2 separate regions of the Mus musculus genome follow, and region 2 is linked to region 1. Evidence: chromatin contacts called from public HiChIP or PLAC-seq data. All regions are on one chromosome and are shown on one strand. Each heading gives the region's core, a stretch centred on a gene start, on an enhancer-like site or on the middle of the called end of the contact. The rest is flanking DNA. Distances are from core to core; before and after follow the strand shown. Region 1 holds the start of 1700017G19Rik (RIKEN cDNA 1700017G19 gene). Region 2 overlaps Hspa4l (heat shock protein 4 like).

Region 1 (7,166 bases), core at 2,021-4,520:
AACCTCCAGAGACAAGGTTCCTGGACAGCCGTTTCTGGGTATCGGGAAGCCATTCTTTCAAAGGTGTTTTCTCTCTGAGTTGTATGTGTTGTTTAATTTTAAGGAAGTTATGATTGTTCAAGTCCATACTACACTTAAAAGTGCAGGCTATAATAACTTGAAAAGACCCTTCAGGTCGAAATACAAGGTGATGTCACGATGCTTTGAAGCAAGTAGGAGTCTTCCCAGTGTGCCATCGACTGTGCAGCGCAGGTCTCCTGGACCTACAGAGCACAGGGGTCTTGAACCACCCAAGCATAGAGCAAAAGTTGGACTCGCTACTTTTGAAATCTCCTGACTAGAAAGGTATTGGGGAAATTAGTGATTGGCTTTTTCAGAAACCGAAATATTGAAATCTCACTTTCTTTTAATATAGTAATTCATTTAAGGGTATGAGGGTAATAGGGTATTACACCTAGAGGAGAAAGTCTCAAAATTTTTAAAATGAGCTAGTGTGAAAAACTCATTGGCACTGAATATGGATCCTGTATCCCAATATTATTATTGTTTTAATTATATATATATATATATATATGGGCATTTTGCCTACATATCGGTTCACCATGTGCATGCAGTACCTGAAGCGACCAGAAGAGGGCATCCGGTCCCTGGAACTGGAGTTCCAGATGCTTGTGAGCCATCATCATGTGTCTTAAACGCTGAGCCATCTCCCCACCCATAATGGATAACAAAAATCAAATGAATCTTGTCAAATCTGTTTATCTTGCTTGGATATTCCTGATTTTTCAACATGTTGTTCCTTTGGATAGTGAGCACTCATAAGTTAGCTATTGCATCTGTTTAACTCACAGCATGGAGTTTTTCCATGGTTCTTGGAGGAAACGAAGACTTCTTAGTTTTGTTGGAAGACCTTCGGCAACTCGGTTCTCACAAACTCCTCTGATCTTTTATGATCACTGTCTTGATTATTTTTTGGCAATTTCATACTACCTAGCGTTACCTTGGAAGAGGAACCTCAACTGAGAAATAACTTCCATCAGATTGGCCTGTATGCATGTCTGTAGGGTATTTTCTTGGTTACAGATGGATGTGGGAGGGCCCACCGGGAGGACCCATCCCACTGTGGGTGACGTCATCCCTGGGTAATGAGCCTGGGTAGTAAGAGAAGGCAGGCTGAGCCAACCTAGGAAAGCAAGCTAGTAAGCGGTGTGTCTGTGGTTTCTACTTCAGCTCTTGCCTCCAGGTTCCTGTCCCGAGTTCGACTTACCTGGATGACAGACTGAAACCTGCAAGCCAAATAAACCCTTTCCAAGTTGCTCCTGTTCGTAGTGTTCCTCACAGAGCAGAGAGCAGACTACGTTATTCACCTTTCCCCTAGCTAGGCTGAAAACACAACGTTTAGAATTTGACATCCTCTCTCACCTGCCATTCTCTGTAAAAGCAAACTCCTCCTTAAAACCTTGTTTTAAAATTTTAATTTAATTTTAATTTTGTTCCACACTCCCCTTCTGTGGCGTCTCGGGTCAGGTGGAGTGTAGCTTCATGGCAGGGTCTTTTCTATCTCCTAGACTGCATCAGCTGTTAGATTCTCTTGCTGAGGCTCCCGAGACCCTTCCTTCCCTAGTTCATCCCGTCAGTACTCTGTCTCAGCGACAAGAAACAGATGAGGACACGCATGCATCATCTCACACTGTGTCCCGTGGTCTGTGCAATCATTAAATACCAGCTGAAAGTAAAAACTGGATTTCTAACTCCATCCTTAGCAGGTCTCTCACTGGTGTCACTGATTTTATTCTTATATTTAGGCATTTTTATTACAATATTCTTTTAAAGATCTTTCCCTGGGATCATAATGAAAGCGCCGTAAAGCACAGCACAAACCATCCTCCTCCTAACACATTCCTTCTCCTGGTCCAGGCCATGGGCTGCAGTGTGTGTTTTGTGTGCTGCCTTCTTTGGGGAGTGGGCACAGAAAGGTTGTTAAGAATACTGTTTTTGGGCTGGGGAGACAATGCAATTGAAAAAGTGCCTCCCTTAAAAAGCTTGAAGATCTGAAACCCACCACTTTTCATGCCAACCTAAAAATTTAATTTAAAAAGCAATTTATCTTTGACTTTATTTTAGTGATTTAATTGTTTATTTTGTCTTGGTGGCTTTTTTAAAAAATAGCATTGCAATTTGATCAGTCTGTGATAACTGGGAGAAAAATCAGGTTTACAAGTAGTTTGTAAATACGATGTGAAATCATTCAGGTGATTTTAAAAGATGATTTAAGAGATTTCAAACAATCAGCATAACCCATGTTAAATTAAGAAAGGACGAAAGGAAGGAAGGAAGGAAGGAAGGAAGGAAGAAAGAAAGAAAGAAAGAAAGAAAGAAAGAAAGAAAGAAAGAAAGAAAGAAAGAAAGAAAAATCCCCTTTTAGGTTTAAAAAAAGCAAAAGAGCGCCACCTTGTGGTTTTCAGAAGTAATGTCCAATTTGTATTTGCTGATTTGGAATCCTCTACAGCAAAGCTGTTGATGCAGCTCCTGAATCATATGGAATTAGTCCATCTTACGATTATCTATTTTTTTGGGGGGGGGGAAGTGTCTTGTTTTAATACTGGAAGGTTCTAGAGACTTCTCTTTCACACCTTCCCTGCACACTGCGTGTGATGGGGAAATTACACCGGACGGACAGTAGGGGTGAAATCCCTACTTTCTTTGGCTCCTGGTGAGGTCACGCCTCCCCTAGGCTGCTGACCTAGCACAGGAGGGCTGAGATAGACCGCACCCTGGGGGAAAGATGGACTCTGTCCACTTAGGACAGCTGTCCTGGACTTTTAGTTCCTTCTTTTCATGCAAACATTTCCCTTTACAGAATCCTTGTATATTCGACTCTGCTTTGGTGCCTGCTTCTCTAAGACTATCTTGAGATCCCATCTGAAAGTCTCATGGAAAGTGAGGATGTGGAGACAGGAGACTTAGATTCTAGGATTTGGACTACCTTGTTATCAGTACCTAGTGCTGAAAGGGCAGGTGTTCTAGAATACCGGTGGGCTCAGAAGCTCCAAGATCACAGGCAGTACTTCTGACGTAGCCTCTGCCTTACGTCACTGCAGCCACGATGGCTTTTGTATAACCCTGACGGTGCGATGCGTCAAGTCAAATCCCCTTCTAGAATCACACTTCTGTGAAGAGCCATGGGTGTCATCTCCGTAAACGCACAACGCATCATGTTGATTGTTACGTTTAAGCATAAGGGCCAGTTCCTCTAGGGAGACAGATTCGTTGGACTTTTATCACTGAAATGGGAAGCATGCTATTGTACCGCCACTGAGGACTGTCCGTGTTGTGCCGGGGCAGAAGAAGGTTTATGGTTCTTGACAGAAAAGCCACGGTAGTTACAGCTTTAAAAACTGCAGAACGGTCTACCGCACTCTTGCTTGTCCCCTGACACCACATGGTGCCAGGACCCTAGGAAAATAAGGTCGAGAGGCAGAGGCAGAAAGGAAACAAACAACACAGCAAGGGGGTGGAGAGTTCAGAGAGAGCCTCTGCCTTGCTGCTGGGTGACCTCAAACCTGGGTGAGTCACATGCCTTCTTTAGCTTGTTTCTGTATCTGGCAGAGAAACAAATATCCATCTTAGATTGAAGGCAAAACAAAACATCCCCTTCCCCCCAAAACCCACTTGAGAACATTTAAAACGAAGCACATTTGTCTACTGAGGTTTTATTATTATTGCTAACTTTATTTTTATGAAATTATCTGCTAAAGAAAACAATTAGGCATCTTAATCTTTTATTAGGAATTATTTGCACCCCACTCCCTCACACCTCCACCCCTCACCCCAATACCCCCACCCCATCCCCCACCTCTGCAGGCAACACTGGCTTTGAACTTGCTACATAGCTGGGCTTGACCTCCTATTCCTTCTGTTTCTACCCCTAGGTGTTGGGCTTACAGGTATGAGCCTGACTCAGAGATGTCTTTGAAATATTCTGAATCAATTATTTAAATAGAAATATTGACTTTCCTTTCCTCCTGCTCTGTAAATTATGTGGATTATTTACTAATAAAAATCATGTTATTTAATTACACTTCAAAGGTTAAGACAGAATAACTATGAGTTAATTTGAGTGCCTGACCTGTAGGAAGCAGAAAAACAGGGGTAAAGGAAGGTCATTTGGTACTGCCTGACTGCGGAAGCAGGGGATGAAAGCGGACATCTTTGTAGACAAGCAATAAATAACATTTTTTTCTCCAATAGAATTTTTGGTGTTCTTTCAGTCCTTTTTTTTTTTTTAAAAAAACCTGTTAATTTGTCTCTACAAATTATATTTTAAGACTATAATCTTGATATTATATCCTGCCTGACTTATTCATTTGTAATTAAAACATAAAATGATAGCGCCCAACTCTTCTTTATGTCTTATGCAATCCTGAAACATATGACGTTACTATGAAATACTTGATATTGCACTCTGCTTAATCTAAGCAAGAAGAGAGTGACAATCTGAGACGCTCAGGAATGCACAGGGCTTGGGTGGGTACAGGGAGTCAGCTCAGGTCATCTGAGGAACACCATTCCCCCCCCCCCCCCCCGTTTGGTCCAAGCTTCGTATTCCTGGGTTAGAGTCTGGCCAAGGTTGTCTTCTGTGCCCATTCCTTGGTCCTCAGATTGTGGAGTGTCAGTTCTACAGAAGATGAACAGCCGGATGGTTCTTATTCTTTCCACGACTTCTTGGAATGATTGCTGGTATGTAGAGAGTTACGGCAGACACACTGGAGCACTGCAGTTTGGCACCTTCCCAGGTAAATTATATCCGTTTCCTGTTTTCTTTCTCCAGAAGGGCCATTACCAACAAGGGCACTCACTCCTCAGGGGCACTGGATGCATGTGCAAATGGAGTTTATATTGTAGAAATAGAAGCTCTTTGTAGGCACACACAGGAGTGGCTCTTGAGACAAATTGTATGTTGCGTCTTTGAGAATGACTCTTGCAACTGCTTTAGGGTGTTATTAGCTGGAAAGGAGGCCACATGGGCACACTATGTATATCCAAAAAATTTACAGGTACTTCTCTGATCTTCACCACTTTGATCTTCACCTCTCTGATCATATAATACTGTGATATCTATTATTTAAGCAATATACTATAATGTGTAAAACACTTTAGTTATTCAAATTTTATTATGTATGAGTTATCTACTTATTTTTTTGCTTTTGAGACAGCCTCACTTCATAGCCTATGCCCTCTTGTAACTCATTAGCCCAGGCTAGCCTTCTACTGCTGATCCTCCTGCCTCAGCCTCCCATGCACTGGGATTAAAGGTGTGAGTCTGGCAATTTTTAAGTCCTTTTGAACTCTTATTTTAACAGACAATTTATCTTTCTCTTCTTCAAACATGTATTCCAACAAACACTAGAGGGCATTCATCGCTCTTCTCAAAAACCTAAAATGCCATGGCTTAACAAAGCTGAGGAAATGATGGTTTTCTTCATATTTTTATCCCTAAATTTTTGTGCTTTTACATACATTTTTTTCTCTAAGTTGGGTAGCTATGATATGAACATATCCTTCCCGGCCTTCGGAAACTAATTTTTCACATTAGGTGAAAATCTAATGGAAGTCAGGTAAATTTCAAGACAGGCTGTGTAACTCAAGAAATTGTCATCTGGGTATTTGAGTTCTGTCAGCGAGTGCTTTCATTTCTGAGGACAGGTACAGCTCATTCGACAGCTCCCCACTTTGAGGTGAGCGCTCTCCTGAGGAATGCCAGTCTGGCTGGTGCAGAGGGTGGAGGCCACAGAGAGCCCCAAGAGAAAGGCAAGGAGGATTCTCTCTGACAAGGATCTGGAGAACAGTGGACATGAACCCTTCGGTTTTATCTGATGGGACATCTCAGGCTAATGGTTGAAAGGACAGTACTATGAAGCGTTCACGGCTCTTGGGTTCCATGCTTTTGTGTATGGGATATCTGTTTACAGATCATCTACCACACATCCACTGCGTTCCTCACTTGGCTGCGTTATAACCTGTTTCCTAACTCTGTAGACACAGCACCATGATAGGGCTAAGGGTAGACATAAATGGAGGTCAACCTGCTAGCATTCCAAACCAGGTCAAAAGAACGTCACTTGGGTTGTTCAGGAGAACATGTCGGGAATCTGCTGTCCTATTCGGCTGAGGCAGGAGGATGATTTGAGACTGGACTGGGCAACAGAACAAGTCTCCATCTTAAAGCAAAACCAAAACTTTCCAAACCAAAAGTTGGAGGTGCATAAATTGAGGTTTTTCTTTGAGGGAGTGAGCGTGGGGGGTGGGGGTGGTGGTGGGAGGTGGTAGTGGGAGGTGGGGTCGCCAAACTGATGTTTACTGACTATGCTATGTCTTCCACACACTGAAACATGCCTCCTGGCTTAATGCTGACATCAGCAACATTCCAGATCAGTGTTGTGGACCCACCCAGCCCCCTGTGTATGGTAGGGCATTCATTTAGACCGCTTCATCTGTGTCTCCTCTGGTCTCTTGGATCACTACACTGCTACTGATGTTTCTAACATATTACTTATGTTAAAATTCTAAGAAAAAAATATATGTAAGCTTCCTGTAGCAGGAAAATCAATGTTCTAAAATTGCTGGCTATAAATTCAAAAGCATTATGCCGGGCCATGGAACTTTTAGTTCTATGAAGCCATCTAATCTTCAGATTGTGTTTGCCAGCCAGTTTGTAAAGCCATCCAAGTCCCTTGCATTCTTGAGTCATGCCAATATCAGGAATTAAGGCAGGGATCTGGAACTAGCCTGATGCCCTTTTAAGGAAGAACAAAGGTCTTGGATTTACAGGGATTCTTTTATGTAAAGATAATAACTTCTCAGCCTAATTTACTTATTTTATACTGAAGTAACACAAAAGCTCTAAGACACCATAACAGAAAATTACTCCTGCATACCCTTTATTAGAATTTCCAGAGTCTGTAGACTGGATTTTGGAATTGCGGATGAGATTGCACAGAGAAGTTGTGTGCACCACTTTAGGATAGTTCCAAGTTCACTGCTGAGTGATAAATTCACAGCAAATACTGTATATTTTTTGTTAACTCAATCATGCATACAACCTGCATGTTTGTGTGTTTGTAACAACATTTTCATGCAGGTTACAGGTTATGTGTATTTAATGA
Region 2 (7,166 bases), core at 1,278-3,777, 240 kb before region 1:
GCAGGGGAGAGAGCAGGATTAGACGAGAATGCAGAGTGGAATAACTTAGAAACTATAAGGCAACTGAAACTACTAAGAGAGCAATATGCAGAACGAAGGAAGGAAAAAGGAAGGAAGAAGCTGCTGCAGAGGGAGCAGAAGGAGCAGGCAGGCTTCTCCTTACCAGCGACAGAACAGGTCTTTTCTTTATAGCTAGCAAGGCAGGCTTAGTCTTATTAAAGAGGACGAAGCTTTCTTCTTACAGACTTGGGTCTAGTTCATTTAGCAATAAGTGAGTAGAAGCTTTTCTCTATGCAATAAAGAAAGACTGGAGCTCATTTTCATCCAGAATGAGTGAGTTCTTTCTGCACTGGCACTCAGTGTTTTGCTCTATATACATATGTCAGTATGTATGTATGTGTGTGTGTGTAAGTATGTAATTGTGAGATTGCATGAAAGCTGGACCCAAATGGTTCGAATGGGGATTTTTGAAATATGTAAGCATGAATCTGTATGTGAATTTATGTGAGTTTAATCCATATTTACTTGTGTAAAAGTTTTTTCTTTTGTGAGCGTGATTCTCTTCTGGGTCAATACAAGTTTAGTGTTCCAAACTTCCCTGTAGTCTAACAAGCCAGAGTCATCTGGATAAAAGGGAAAAGGCTCTAGCAATTAATCCTTTACTTAATACCCTGCTGTTACATGATGAGGTACTAAATGCAGTTTAGTACCTCAAAGGGCCTTTCTGGCCTCAAAGGACTCAGACAGCTCAGCTACAGTAGCAAAGTAACTTAGACTTAGATAAGTAAATGTTTTATTATACAGCAACCTAAATATCTCATCTTCATTGTTTCAAGAAGAACCAAGAACAACAAAGAAGACCCACAGAGCCTGGCCCCCGGCAAATTCACTCTGGTATCAACTTCTGTCTTAGTTACTTCTCTATTGTGGTGGTTAAACACTGTGACCAAGGCAATGTAGAAAACGTTTAATTTGTGGCTAGAGACCATACCACTATCATAGCACCCATCTGCTACCTTGGTAGCAGGTAGCCAGTAATAGGTAAGAACTTAGATTCTGATTCACAATTATGAGGGACGGGGAAGAGAGAGAAAAAGGGGGTTGGAGGAGGGAACACACAAATTAGGAATAACAGGTTTTGAAACCTCAAAGTTCATCCTTAATTGACAAACCTCCTCCAACAAAGTCACAATTCCTAATCCTTCCCAAATAGTTCCACCAACTGGAGACCAAGTATTTAAACATATGAACCTATTGAGAAACACTTGTATTCAAACCACCACAAATAAAAAAATAAAACAAAATAAAAAATAAACAAAGAAACAAACTTCTAAAATTGTGAAAGTAAAGGCCAAAAGAACCCGTCAATCATTGGATGCCAAATATTTTGTTAAATTATCCTTCGTACCTGGCTCAATTAGTTCTCTGCTCTTTGCTACCTGCTCTATTGTCACACACCATGTCACATTAGAAGAACAGTTCTTTCTGAAATAACTGAGTGACAATGAAAATTTCATGAATTCACATTCAGTGGTTCTCTAACATATGAACCCCAAATGAAAATTAAGAACAAACAGCAGTTCTAAGAGTGCAGACAAGAGCAAAGCATACAAGAAAAGAGATCCAAGAGCAAATCTGCAGAATTATATGTAATCAGTCAATTTCCAGGCTAGAATTTAAGCCTTTTGGTTATAATTTTTTTAAAAAAAAACCTACTTTACTTTTATAACAATACAGAACAAAAGAATACACAAGAAATAACACCCTTCCCACAAGACTAGAGCTGGCAGCTGGGCAGCTGTCTATAGGTCATAAGTCAGAGATCTCCAGGATATCTAACCCTTCTCTCCAAGAAATGAGAAAACAGTCATAATCCCATGATTAGGGAGTCACTACTCTGCAGGCATGGCTCTTCAGTAGTTTCTTCTTGAGGGGACACCACACTACGATGCAAGAACAAGTGGTGCTAATTTTCCAACAGACTCACACACACTCCATGAATACAGAATATCCACAGGGTACAGGGCTGCCCAGCATGAAATGCAAAAGCATCCTTCCATGTAGTGATGTGTGTATTCAACTGAGAATCAGGGCTGTTGGGCCACTACATTTATCAGACTTCAACAAGACTCACTGATGAAAAAGTATAGATGAATATACTTAAATTTAGTTAGAGAGAGAAAAAAAGAAAAATCCACCTTTGTTAATAAGTTAAAATTCAAGACTAGAGGCCAAGAATTACGTACGGCCACTTATACAAAACTACCTATAATTTCAACGATGGCATTTCCTTTCATTTTGTGATTCTAAGGATTCCATTATAGTACTATGGAGGTAGTACCACAAGGCTATGCATCTGGACAGATGGCAGACACAGAACAGCACAGACACATAGTACTCACAGACAGACAGATTGCAAGCACTACATAGCTACAGAGACCCCAGGGGACTCTCCCACAGGCCTGGCAGCTCACAGGTCTCTGCAGCAGCAGGTTGCAGGGATGTAGCTGCTATGAGTCATCACACTGCTGTGGGCTTCATAGTGCTGCAGCTGCCACTGAGTCACCTATGCTCCTGGAACGCCCTCCTTTACTCATACTTGAGAAGTGAGTGCTAGGGTTCATTAAAAAAACAAAACCAGCTTCTAGGAGGTTTTCATCAGTAAGAGCAAAGTTAAGAAACTTGCTGACGGTCATTCTTTTTGTTGTTGTTGATGTGTATTATGTATGTATGTATGTATGCATGTATATGAATATGTATGTGTATATATATGAAAATTATATGAATATATTATATATATTATATGAATATATATAATGAGAATGTTTAGATTTATTTTGATGTATTTATGTTTTGTCTGCATGTATGTCTGTGCACCATGTGCATACTTACTATACTCAGAAATCAGAAGACGAGGTCAGATCTCCTGCCACCGGTTTCTGGTGGTTGTGGCCCACCTATGGGTGCTAGAAACTGAACCTGGATCTTCTGCAAGAGTAGCAAGTGCTCTTCATTGCTGAGCCATCTCTCCAGTCCTGCCTTGATGGTTATGCTTTTAAGAGGCAGACTAAGACTTTCAGTCCACTTGTTAAGGGCTTTATATACTATGTGCTCTCACTCGTCACAGTTATAAATAGAAAGTAACTGAGCTACTTACTTTCAGTTTTCCTTTGTTAAAAGCACAAACAGAGACCTGGTAGGCAGAATGTCCCATGTCGATAAACACAACATTCCTTGGTTTCTCATCTAATGAGGGAAGATCCTGCTTATAAATTCCATATGCCAGTGCAACTGTGTGAGAACAAATATTAAGTTAAATGTTGTATAGCTTTGGAGAACAAGACAAAGAAAAGTCATTTTTACACGGTACTCTAATATACAGTATGGTAAAATATAGATTCAACCTACAATAACTTTTCATAAATTACTTAAGTGTTTTATTTTCGTGACTCATCTGAAAAGTTACAGCAGTAACGGCTCTTCAAGTTCAAATATGAATTCAAACTCTGTATTCCAAAACAACAAATTATAAATAATACAAGAGTTTGTACAAATAATACAAGAGTTGTAGATAGAAAATGCTAACTCTTTAAGGTAGCCATCACCAACCTGCAGTGGTTTCATTCATCAGCCTCAGACAGTTTAGGCCTGCAACCTGGGCTGCGGCCATCACGGATCTTCTCTCTGCGTCGGTGAAAAAGCTCGGGATCTGGCAAGAACAGTCATAAGTTACTGCGCCACAGACTTAATAGTAACTGCAGGAAAACATGCGACTTTAAATCAACATCAAATGCTAGAGTGGATTCTTAAATTGGATACTTTCTACGCCATGCAGACTGGATTTGGAGTGTGAACACAAATGCGATTAGTATGGCAGACCACCAGTTTTGTTTGCCTCAAAGAAGCAGTGTTAGTCTGTTTGCTGCACTTTAGCTTGCTCTCTCTAAGGCTCATTAGTGTGACCCTTGTGGAGGTAGACTTAGTTAAAGATGCTTAAGGGAACTGAGAGGTATTGGTCTAGAAAGGAATGATGGACTCCACTTCTGTCTGGACTCTTGTGTGGCAGTCTGGTCTTTTCTTCATACATATTCTTGCCAACGATGCTGTAATGTCCTCACTACAGGACAAACTAATAGAATTGCCCATTATTAATATTCATCCTTCAGAACTATGAGCTAAATAAACCAGTTTTGTAACAAAGGTACGCTGTCTCCATTATTTTGATACAGTACTGAAAGCTTGACTAATATGTTAGACTATTTAGGAAGGTGGCATACACCTTTAATCCCAACACTTGGGAAGTAGAGGCAGGAGGATCTCTGAGTTTGAGGTGAGTGAATTTCAGGTCATTCAGGGCTACTACACTACTACATAGTAAGAATTCATCTAAAAAAAAACCACCTAAAATAAGTTAATTTAATACTAGTCCATATTTAATAATAGTAAACTGAAGCCCTAAGACTATACTGAAATAAGGTTAGGTATATCTAATATAGTATATCCATATAGTAGAATCCTATATAGCTAAGATCAGCTAGATCTCTATTGCCACGAAATAGTATATTATGCTAAAAAAAAAAAAAGGAAAGAAAAAGAAAGGAGAGGAGAGGAGAGGAGAGGAGAGGAGAGGAGAGGAGAGGAGAGGAGAGGAGAGGAGAGGAGAGGAGAGAAGCAGAGCAGAGCAGAGCAGAGCAAAGCCAAGCCTTGCAGGGGCTGGAGAGATGGCTTGTTGGTTAACAGCACATGCTGTTCCTGAAGAGTACTAGAGTTCTGTTCTCAGTACCCAGATCAGGCAGAACTCCCTGTAACTCCAGTTCCAAAAAATTTGAGGCCCTCTTTTGGCCTCTATGGCATGACACACACATGGCACACACATAGACAAGCAGGTACACACACACAACAACAAAAAATGCTATGGAGAGCATAATTTCATTTCTGTGAAATGTATATACAGAAAGAAGATGAAATCCAAGTGTTTCCAAGGAGGGAAAATATATATTATAGTAAACTATGAAAAAACCTATTTTATAACCATCAAAAATACTGTGTTTAAACTAAAATGTTAACATCCAGTTTAAAATATATACTTGCTTATTCTTACTTATGTCAAGATAAGAAATACTTTAATTTAGCCCAAAATTTAAAAAAATTATTGAATATTTTAATGTACAAAAGAACTCAGTGCCTTGATAACCTCAAGGTTGCTGGGATTCTTGGTATAAGTTACAATACCCATCTCACTGTTTCTCTCATTAGGATGTGTATGTGGGGGTTGTACAACATCATAGTGTTTTTATAAAAGTCAGAGGACAGCCTGTGGAAGCAGCTCTCTTCTTTCACCTTCACATGGGTTCAGAGGGCTGAATGCATGGCCCCAGGTTTGAGTGGCAAGTGCCTTGCCTCACTGAGCCATCCCATTGCCCCCAACTTAAGCAATTTGTTTGCTGGTTTTTTTTTTTTTTTTTTTTTTTTTTTAGACAGGTTTTCACTATATATATATTGGCTATCCTAGAACTCACTATATAAATCAAGCTGGCCTTTAATGCAGAGATCTGCCAGGCTCTGCCTCCTGGGTCCTGAGATTAAAGGCACATGACATCATGCTCAGCATAAGTTTTAAGTTTTAAGTCAGCAGTCTTTAGTTTGGTTGTGTTGCGTTTGATGCCTATTTTGTTTGTCCTGGATATCAGTATTCTTCTCCTTAAAAATCTATAAGTGAATGAATATGTATGGTTCATAGAATACTCATGGGGTAATTTATAAAACACATGTTTTTGTAGCTGTTATAGTAACTCACAGACTAGACCTGTCTTCATAATGCCAATGACTATGACAGACAGACTTTAGGACACCTGTACCAATCTTAAACATATTCAAAGTGGTAACACTGCAAGCACACTCTTGGAAATGAATTACCTTACATTTCTCAATATGAAAACTAGGATGTAATAGTCTACCCGTATGAGGGAATCTCTGAGGTTTACTAAATGTGTTAATACACATAAACTACTACAGTGCCTAGTCAATGATCAACACTACTAACTGCTATTTATAAATGTTCACAAAGTAAAATACCACGCTGTAACATTTCTTTCAAATTGAATTCAAGTAATGAGGATATTTGATGGTTATGTTTACTGAACAGTTCATAATCTAATTCTTTTTTCTGATATGAAACTCTTCAACTTATGTGTAGTCAACTTTAATATATTTACATTAAGTTAAAACATGTAAGTTAAAAGGTAGTTAACATTATTCAATGAGATTTCAAGAGAAGCTATGGTAGATAAATATTTTATTAAGGTCCTTAAAAAAGAATTCTTAAAAAGGGGTGGGGTTGGTGGGGATAAAAAAGGATTCTTAAATATCTGTTTTTTTCCTGAGACAGAGTATCTATAACTTCAAATTCCCACCTGTAACCTCACATCACTAACTCTGAATTTTTAATTTTTTCCCTAAAACATTAATGTATTTAAAGTTGGGAAGTTAAAATCTATTTAGGAAGATTATCTTTTAAAAAGATTTTTAAAGTTACATTCATTTAGTGTGTATCTTCATACGGATTTGGGTGTGTACATGTGTGGGAGGAGGCACAAAGGCAGGATTAGAGGACAGCCCTCAGGAATTAGGTCTCTCTGTCACCATGCGCACTCTGGGGACCAAACTCATGGCCTCTGTCTTGGTGGCAAGTGCTTTCACCTCCTAAGTCTTCTCACTTGTCCCTTAGGAAGAATCTCACACGTGTCAGTGGCAGCAGCCACTAAAATAATAAAACACAATGGGCTTTGAAGGTTTGCTGATTATCAGAACCGACTTGATACAATTCTAAACTTTACCAAATAAGGCAGCTTTTAACAAAGAAAAGGAAATATAAGTTATTTTCTGGCCAAAGGGAGAAATTACAAAGAGAACCCCCCTTTTTTATTGACATCAATGTACTGCTGCTCACCGAGATCACACAGTCAGCCACTGGCTTCTTCAGAGCATTTTCTGAGGTCTCTTTAAGCTTAGCCAGCAACATCCCAGTGACTTGCTCAATTGCAAAGGGCCGCTCTTCTTCCAGGTACCGCACCTACAACCAAGATTGACATGCTGAGAGTCACCCACTCACACAGCATGTGCCTTAGCGTCATCTATATGTCACGCCACAGTGGAAATGAGTTGGT

The links. HiChIP or PLAC-seq counts read pairs in DNA pulled down with a chosen protein or histone mark.
Region 2: a contact with region 1 is called in a BATF HiChIP or PLAC-seq map of CD8 T cells, with 5 read pairs. The contact joins the enhancer-like site here to the promoter of 1700017G19Rik in region 1. A contact is called at or near these places in 20 of 39 promoter capture datasets (the C10 cell line, the HPC-7 cell line, HPC-7-derived erythroid cells and 13 more), 1 of 15 datasets of contacts at CTCF or cohesin (large pre-B cells), 31 of 484 Hi-C or Micro-C datasets (the AML12 cell line, the C2C12 cell line, the G1E-ER4 cell line and 21 more), 12 of 115 datasets of contacts at active chromatin or transcription factors (CD8 T cells, bone marrow-derived macrophages, craniofacial prominence and 9 more) and 4 of 9 other capture datasets (adipose tissue, liver, macrophages and 1 more).

The regions. Positions count from the first base shown.
Region 1 is chr3:40,519,016-40,526,181 of GRCm38.p6, reverse strand. 1700017G19Rik (RIKEN cDNA 1700017G19 gene) reads left to right here and starts at 3,270. Exons shown (of 6, transcript NR_040445.1): 1 at 3,270-3,567; 2 at 4,662-4,796.
Region 2 is chr3:40,756,907-40,764,072 of GRCm38.p6, reverse strand. Hspa4l (heat shock protein 4 like) reads right to left here. Exons shown (of 19, transcript NM_011020.3): 4 at 6,950-7,072; 5 at 3,610-3,709; 6 at 3,158-3,291. Among named protein-coding and RNA genes, the nearest start is that of Hspa4l, 15 kb to the right of the region's middle. Within about 2 kb of position 2,527, at least 39 of the 459 cell types and tissues checked have an H3K27ac peak or open chromatin away from gene starts, as enhancers often do. A contact at or near this core is called in the C2C12 cell line, CD8 T cells, Th1 cells and 1 more, where this site is marked.